2 separate regions of the Gossypium hirsutum genome follow, and region 1 is linked to region 2. Evidence: chromatin contacts called from public Hi-C data. All regions are on one chromosome and are shown on one strand. Each heading gives the region's core, a stretch centred on a gene start, on an enhancer-like site or on the middle of the called end of the contact. The rest is flanking DNA. Distances are from core to core; before and after follow the strand shown. Region 1 has its middle 3.4 kb from the start of TRNAG-UCC. Region 2 has its middle 34 kb from the start of LOC107926978.

Region 1 (4,309 bases), core at 1,496-3,995, 61 kb before region 2:
AGCTAACAGAGAATAGCCTAGGCTCGACGCAGTAGCTCGAATCTTTGAGCAAAGCCCATCACTAACAAAGTGGAGCAGATGCCGGAAAAGACTCGCTAGCAGACAAGGCGCTAACCTTCAACGACAAGGTAGACCATCGAAAGCAACCCTTCACCTCTCTTAGAACAGCTCTCAGGAACCGGAGCACTAGGTAGAGGGAATTTGACCTTCCTTGCATGGAAAATAGTGAAGATAAGAACAATAGGACAAAGTGATCGAGCCTAGAAAAAAATAGAGAGTGGCAACTACGGTGGTACATGCCTGGTCCCTTCGTCGTCCTTTTTCTCCTTTAGACGAGGATTGTCGCCTGGAGCCATAAAGTGCAGCAAGATAGAAACACAGAAGGATGCTAAAATGGGTGAATCAAAAACACAAACAAGAGGGGAAGCAAAGGGTTCAGGAAGACAATGTAGCAAAATAAACTGGGTGAAAGCTCTAGAGTGTTGACGAAACAAGTAAGCAGATGGAGCGCAAAGAAAGGGCTACATCTCCAAAAGGTGCGAACAAAAAGAAAAACAAACAAAAGATGCTTAGCTTTTCTTGTCTTATATGATAAAAGCAGACGATTTTTTGCAAGAACAAATTTAGCAATTATAACTGCTAGGTGTAGCAGCAGGAGAACATAGCCCATTATGCAATTTGGTTTTGAACTATGCCTACGGGGTGTAGTCCAGAAAGACTCGTCCAAACAATTATTTAAGTCTTACTACTAATCAGTGTAACAATTTCACTTTGCATCTAAGATAATTTTTTCTCTTACAACTTAACTTGTAAAATCAAGTAACTGACTTGTTCTACTTACGCAAGTCGTTCTAAAAAATAATTCCCAAAGCATAAATTCTATGTTAAACTCTTCAATTAACCTATACAAATCTCAAGTATAAAAGCATTTTTGGACTTGGTAGCACACAATAATTAGATCATAATCTCCACCAAAATAGCCTAAAATGGCATTACGTGTAGTATACTTCATATATATATATATTTATTAGATAGGTTTTCAAGTCATTCAATCCAATTTCCTCAATTTAGAAGTGCATACACAATTGTAACTTGATTTGAAAATTTGCAGTCAAATTTTATTTATAATTTTAAAAAAGGTATGATATGTGAAATTTATTTAATATAAAGAAAATTTATTTGATTTTTCTCTTTGATTTAGCTAATATAAAGAAAATTTATGTCAAATTTTATTTATAATTTGCTTGATCTTATAAGGACGTAGTTTACTTTAAGGATGTCAAGATTTGATTTTGAAGTTGAGTTTGGCGATATGTTTCTTTGAGAATTTAATTTTGATTTAATTTGAATTCAAAAGTTGTTGAGTCTTGATATTGAATTAATGATGCCCACTTCAAGGGTCATTGAGAGTTGATCATGAAAACAAATTTAGAGAGTGTATAGATCCAAGACTTGATTTTCGATGGTTAAATAAGTATCGTGGTGACTTGCTCTTAAAATGGATTTTGATCTCATTTATTCAGTTGAAGTAAATTGAAAGGTGAGTTTCTTCAAAAACAACTTTTGACTTCCTCTCATCGGTTGAACTATATTGAAAAGAGACTTCCCTTCAAAATTAAGATGGTATTCGTCAAAATCTTTTCAAGTTCTTCATTTTCTTCAAAGAACTTGTGAATGTATAAAACGGCTTTGAGGTGACTCTTTTTTGTACTAGTAGTAGTGAAATAAAAGAGATTTCTTATCGAATTTAGCTTTTTCATTTGAGTAATCTATAATTATATTAATTTAATTTATTAGAAATAAAATAATCTTTAAAGAATATGATTTATTTATAAAAATAATTCTAAAATGATTTAATTTTCTTAATTAAATTAAATCTGATTAAGATAAACAATAATGAAATCAGATTGATCCAAAATTTCTCCATCTACAAAAGAATTCGATTTACTTGATCCAAATTAATCCAGTCCGCAATGATGAAGAAAGATGAATTAACCCATTTTGTTTTTTAAATATTGTAAATTCCAAAAAAGGCAAATTATCAAAGTTAAAGAAATTACAAATGCAATTGTAACCACTTGATATTACATTTTCCCCTTTTAAACATTTTATTTAATCTTCCTTAACTAAGTAATTCAAATATTAATGGATTGCAGACGCCAATGAAAGTGTAATGTTTTACTCTTATTGTATTATTTTTAATTGTATTTAAGGTTCATTATTGTCCACGTTTTAAATATTTTGAGCTTATAATAAAATTTGATATTAATTAATTTAATTACATTTCATTCGTGTTTTAAATGATTGTTATTATAATTAAAATTAATATTATTATAATAATATTAAAGGATAAAATATAGATAAAATTTGAAAATTTATCATTATATTTTTTATTTGAAAAATTTAATCTAATTTATCAAAATCTGTTAATTTAAGATTTTGATTAAATACATGATGGATTTTGATTGAAACGAGAAGTTTTAATGTTTAAAGAAAAAACACTAATATCTAAATTTGAAAATGGCACATGTAAAAAACACAACAAATGGTACCTTTTGTCCTACAATTATGAAAGAAGAGTGGCAATAAAAAAGTGGGAAAGTTTAGCAATGAAAAAGGCAACGTGGTAGTCTCAAAAAATACGACCTTTCTAAAATTTTCCCACATCATTATCCATCGCATGTCTACCAAATTTTTTATTATTATTTCTAGTGTTTTCCGGAACGTGTCGCTATCTTGTCCGCTTTTTTCAATGACTCACTCAAATCCATCCCCTAGGAGTCTACCTGTATAGGTCAGTGCACTAGACACCTTACCGGCACAACACTTTTCCTTATTTATTATTTCCACTCACCCATTTATATTTATTTCTTCCCCAATTTCCACAATTTCGTCTTTGCAACCATAAGCAACATTATTATTATCTAAATGTTTTTTAAAGGGAAAACCCCGATATTTTACCTAAATAACCCAAATACAATAATTATTCCCCTAAATAATTTTAATTCAAAAATAATTACCTAAATAATTTAAAATAAATAGCAAATTAGGTAGGGGACTAAATGGCCTTTTTTTTAAAATAATTATTGTCTAATGATTGTGTTAGGTGTTAAAAAATAAATTTTTAAGTATTGGAGGCTAGATGATCAGCACCCTTGTATTTTTTCGCTCTATATCATATTGGTATACATTTAAACTAGTATTTGAAAAAAAAAATAGGGTGCTAGCACATTGATGGTTAGCACTCTTATACCAAAATTTTTAAAAAATATTTTTTAGTGTTGGGACACTGATGACCGACACCCTTGTATTAGAATTAAATTTTTGGGTGTTGGAACATTGATGGTTGACACTAGAGGTGCTTATGGGTCGGGTTGGGTTGGGGCTGAGCTCAACTAAAAATTTAGGCTCATTTTTTGGGCTCGAGCCTTGCCCGAATAGCATTAATTTTTTTATTATTTTTGCAAAGACCCAAATTTGCCAGGCCCAACAAATTAAAATCAAACCTAAATCCTACCCAATTCACAAACCCAATTACAAAATCAGACCCAAAACTAAGTCCAAATAATAAAAACCCTAGCCCAATACAACCTAAACTTTAAAAAAAAAAATACAAAACCCTAGCCACCTTGCCTCCTACTTGCACCTACTCCACCACCTTGCCTCCTACTTGCACTTACTCCACCACCTTGTCTCCCACTTGCACCTACACCATCAAATGGAGAAGAGACATAGAATGATAAGAAATGTATGTAAGATAGCTATAAAAGCAAAACCAAAAGTCCATTGTAAAAAAAAAAAAAAGAGAGGAGTAAAGAATTGTATTTTTGAAAAGTTTTTTTGATAAAAAAAAAGAGAAGAATGTAAAAGCAAAATGTTTGCAAGCAAATCTGAAATAAAAAAAGCGAGTATTGAAGAAGAAAAGATTCAAACGCGTTAAGGTTTTTATTTCTTTTTTCTTTATTTTCACTTTTTTTTGTACATATAAACATTTTTCTTTTTTTCTTTTCTTTAAAAAATAGTATACATATATTTAGATATAAAAATAAAAAAGAAAACAAAAAATAATACATTTTTTAAATTCAAGGTGGCAAAGACGGCGGACGGCGCCGATCCGGCGCCTGGGTACTGACCGGACCATGGCCGAAATGGGGAAAGAGGGAGAGAGTTGAGAGCTTTGTTTTATTTTTTTTATTTTATTATTTTTACTATTATTTATATTATTATTATTATTATTTCTCATGTATATATTATTATTATATTATATATACCCTTTCCATATTTATTTATATTATTACTATCATTATTG
Region 2 (4,137 bases), core at 204-2,703:
GTATATTGTGGAAACCATCTAAACCATTTCATCTTATGGACATTAAAAATGGTTAATTTTTGGTGAAGTTCCAGTGCAGTGAAGATTTTGATAGAGTTTTGACCCAGGGGTCATGGATCGTATTCAGTCAATATTTGGATGTTCAACCATGGACAGTGGATTTTAATCTGGTCCAAGCTTTTTTGAGTTTAGTATTGACTTGGATTAGACTGACGGGTTTCCCGTAACATCTATACATTATGAGGGATGTATAACACAGAATTTAAGTTGGACATTGCGAGTTTGCTTGAAACAAGAATTAGTGGTGTTAAAGCTGGTAGAGTTATTGCTAAGATGGGTTTTCAGTATTCTCACTAGGTCGAGGTTGATGGTTTATTTGGGTCGGTTGGAAAGAGTCGATCCATATGGAGGTGATATATAATCATCCCTGGTTTATCCTTATTCGGGTACTAGATAAGTTGTATACTTCTCCTATTTATGTTGCTTTCATTTACGGTAGCCTAGATAGGCAGAAACGAAAGAATCTTTAATAAGGGTTAAAATCTTCTATCCAATCTAGAATAATCCATTGGCTTGTTATTGGGGATTTCAACGCCTTGCTTTCTTCTAGTGATAAAAAAAGGAGTCAAACGAGTGAAAAATGATGCCCATTATTTGGGAGTTTTATGGAGTGTGTTGAGCTTCAAAATTTGGGTTTCAAAAGCCTTTCTTTTACTTGGCATAAATGAGAGGTCTTTAAATGCCTTGATAGGGCTATTAGTAATGATGCGTGTGTAAGGTTCTATCCTAATAGTATAATAACTCATCTTCCGAGGCTGAAATCAGATCATAAGCCTCTCTTCCTTATTATTACCTAGAATGTTGTCTTTGCTAGACGACGTCCCTTTAGATTTTTGGCAAGTTGGGTTAAACATTCGAATTTCGTTGAGTTTTTAAAAGATGGCCGAGTCCCTGGATCATTTCACTGCTAATGTTAAATCTTTGAACAAGTTTGTTTATGGTCATATTAGTGCACAGATTTTAGGTGGTGATAATTTGGCTCAAAGGGAAATAAAGGTGCAAAAAGAGTTAGAAAAGGTTCTCCACCATGAAGAATTACTGTGGGAACAGAAATCTAGATGTGATTGGTTGTCTTTGGGAGGTCGTAATATCAGGTTATTCTATGAGAGCACACTACAGATAAGAAAATCTAATCGTATCCCTGGGGAATGGATTTTTAAAGCTGATTTACAATAGGAGCCGATAAGATTCTTTCAGAGATTGTATAGGGAGAAACTTGATAAAATTAGGGACTTACAAGCCTATATGTTTCTAAGACTTGACCATAAGGATGTTATTTTCCTTAATAAGGAGGTCAAGGTGGACGAAATTAATTCTGCTCTTTTTTATATGGTCCCGCTGAAGGCACCAAGTGGTGGTGGCTTTCATGCCTTTTTTTCAGAGTCAGTGGGATATGGTTAGTGATGTGGTATGTGAGTGGGTCCAGAAGGTTTTTGCGGGCCATAATATTGATCCAGAGTTGGATTGCTCTTTGTTGGTCCTTATACCCAAGACTTCTAATCCGGAGAGTCTTGTCTATTTCCGTCCAATTAGCTTGTGCACCATCCTCTATAAATTGGTTATGAAGATTATAACGAATCGATTTAGAGTTATTTTTCCAAAAATTATTGCTCCAGAGTAGGCGAGGTTCATTGTCAGAAGAAACATTACTAATAATGTTATTATTACCTAAGAAGTGATCCATTCTATGAGGAGTAAACAAAAGAACAGGAAATGGATAGCTATAAAAATTAAACTCAAGAAGGCTTATGATAGAATTAGTTAGGAGTTTATTGAAGTCTTGTTGAAGGCAACAAGTATTCTTAAAATTTTATGTAAGGTTACTACGTTTGCTATTACGAGTTCGTTTATGCAAGTTTTGTGGAATGGGATCCCAACACAAAAATTTAGTCTGATACGAGGCATCCATCAAGGGTGCCCTTTATCACTATAATTGTTTGTTCTTTGTATGGAATGGCTTGGCATAGTATCCGTTCAACAATTAATTCTTGAATTTGACGCCCTATCAAATTATCTAGGTTAAGTCCAGGCCTATCTCATTTATTTTTTATAAATGGCTTGGTTATTTTTGGACAGGCAGATGTTGAATAGGCTAGGAGAATCAAAAGTATCTTGGAGTAATTTTGTACTTCTTCTAGGCATAAATCAATACAAAGAAGACAATTTTTTTCTTTTCAAGTGGGGTAGAGAAGCTAAGAGATTCTATTAGCAACGTCCTTGGATTTCAAAGAGTGACAAATCTTGGAACTTACTTGGGTGTGCCACTTTTCCATGAAAGGGTAACAAACAATTCTTTGAAGTTTGTGGTTGATAAGGTCCAAGCCAAGTTGCAACATTGGAACGTTAAACAATTATTGATGGCCAGAAAATTTACACTTGCTCAATCAATCTTGCTTTCGATCCCTAAATACTTTATGTAATCTAGGATGATTCCGCAAGGGATTTGTGCAGAAATTGAATACATGGTAAGGAAATTTATTTGGAGGAACTCGGTTGAGGGGAAGAAGTTGGCTTTGGTGAGTTGGAAATTAATTTGTCAACCCCGATCTTGTGGTGCTCTTGGGTTAAAGCAAATAAGGGCTCATAATACCTTTTTTTTCCTCAAATTGGCTTTTAATTTGGCAACCAATTCTTTTGCTCTATGGATCTAATTTCTAAGGACTAAATATGGGTTAAAAGAAGATGTTCCAAATTCTATTGATAGAGGTAGGTATTCGTTTATTTGGAGGGCTCTTTTTAAAATCTAACCTTACTACATGAAAATATTTTTGGTCTGTAGGAGATGGAAATAAGATTAAATGTTGGGGTGATAATTAGACTTTGGATGTTGGACCTTTGGTCAATAAGATCCCTTCCCATGATAACCTTGATTTGGAGTTCACTCTTAAGAATCTGGGAAACGCAGATGACTATTAATCGTATTATTAGTATACTTCCTCTGTAGCCCCTAGCAGGACTTGATAAAATTGTATGGATGGGTTCTTCAACAGGATCCTTTCTATGTTAAAAGTGTTTACAGAAAAGTAAATGAGCAATCATGGGACCCAAATGATGTTTCTTGGAGTATCCTGTGGAAGTACAAAGGGTCGCAAAGAGTTAGGTTGTTCATTTGGCTTGTTTTTAAACAATGGCTTCTCACAAACATGGAACAAGTAAAGCGTGTGATCGGGATAGATAGTTTATTTGCAATTTGTAAGCATGACTCAAAAGACATTATTCGTGCCATTATAGATTGACTTGGGGCAAAGGAAGTTTGGAATTAGGTAATTCCGACGGATAAGAGGAGTTGGTTTTTTTCTAGAAGTCTGAAGGAATGGCTTAATGTCAATTTGTAGAACCATCATAGAATCGTAATGAGTGAAGTGGAGTGGAATAGTCATTTCAGCCTAATTGTGTGGCATATCTGGAAAAACAAGAACCTCTTTATCTTTCATGAGATACAATGGACCGTTTGAGAGATCATCAAAATATAGTATAGTTGGGCAAAATAGTATGGTTTTTATCACAAGAAAGGTTCGATAAAGTGACAACAAGTTAGAAGAGCAATCCCTTGGCCAAATAATTGGGTTCAGTTAAACTCTGATGGTTTTATTAAGGTAGAATTTGGCATAGATGCTTCAGGTGGTGTCTTATGTGATCGAGAAGGTAAGCGAATCTTTAGGTATAATAAATGTGTAACACCCTTACCCAACCCAATCACTAGATCCGGGTGTGAAAGTCATAATAGAATCGAGTGATTGTTCATACTACGATCTCATTATTTTAAAGTCCAATTGTAATACTTGAATTAAACTTATGTTAGAGACAAAAATTTCTAAATAAAGTTCATTATCACTACTCCACTCTATGGGAACTACGTAATTACAATGTATTCACCCTCTTGTTGAAATTTCTAAAGGTGCCCAATTCCTATGTGCATGACTCTACTTAAATGAATCCTCGATTCCACACGACCTAGCTTGGTCCCTCATCGAGTTCTTTATCCTACGAATCCTGCAATCACAACTCAATCTTGTAAGTTGAAATAAACTTAGTGAGTTTCTTTAATACACAAAACATACCCCACCTTGTCGAGGA

The links. A called contact is a pair of places that touch in the nucleus more often than the background predicts.
Region 1: a contact with region 2 is called in a Hi-C map of hypocotyl, with 8 times the contacts expected there. The contact joins two enhancer-like sites. A contact is called at or near these places in 4 of 34 Hi-C or Micro-C datasets (callus, fibers, hypocotyl and 1 more).

The regions. Positions count from the first base shown.
Region 1 is chrA08:117,421,212-117,425,520 of Gossypium_hirsutum_v2.1, reverse strand. No RefSeq gene overlaps it. Among protein-coding and RNA genes, the nearest start is that of TRNAG-UCC, 3.4 kb to the left of the region's middle. Within about 2 kb of position 2,745, at least 4 of the 9 cell types and tissues checked have an H3K27ac peak or open chromatin away from gene starts, as enhancers often do. A contact at or near this core is called in hypocotyl, where this site is marked.
Region 2 is chrA08:117,359,572-117,363,708 of Gossypium_hirsutum_v2.1, reverse strand. No RefSeq gene overlaps it. Among protein-coding and RNA genes, the nearest start is that of LOC107926978, 34 kb to the right of the region's middle. Within about 2 kb of position 1,453, at least 3 of the 9 cell types and tissues checked have an H3K27ac peak or open chromatin away from gene starts, as enhancers often do. A contact at or near this core is called in hypocotyl, where this site is marked.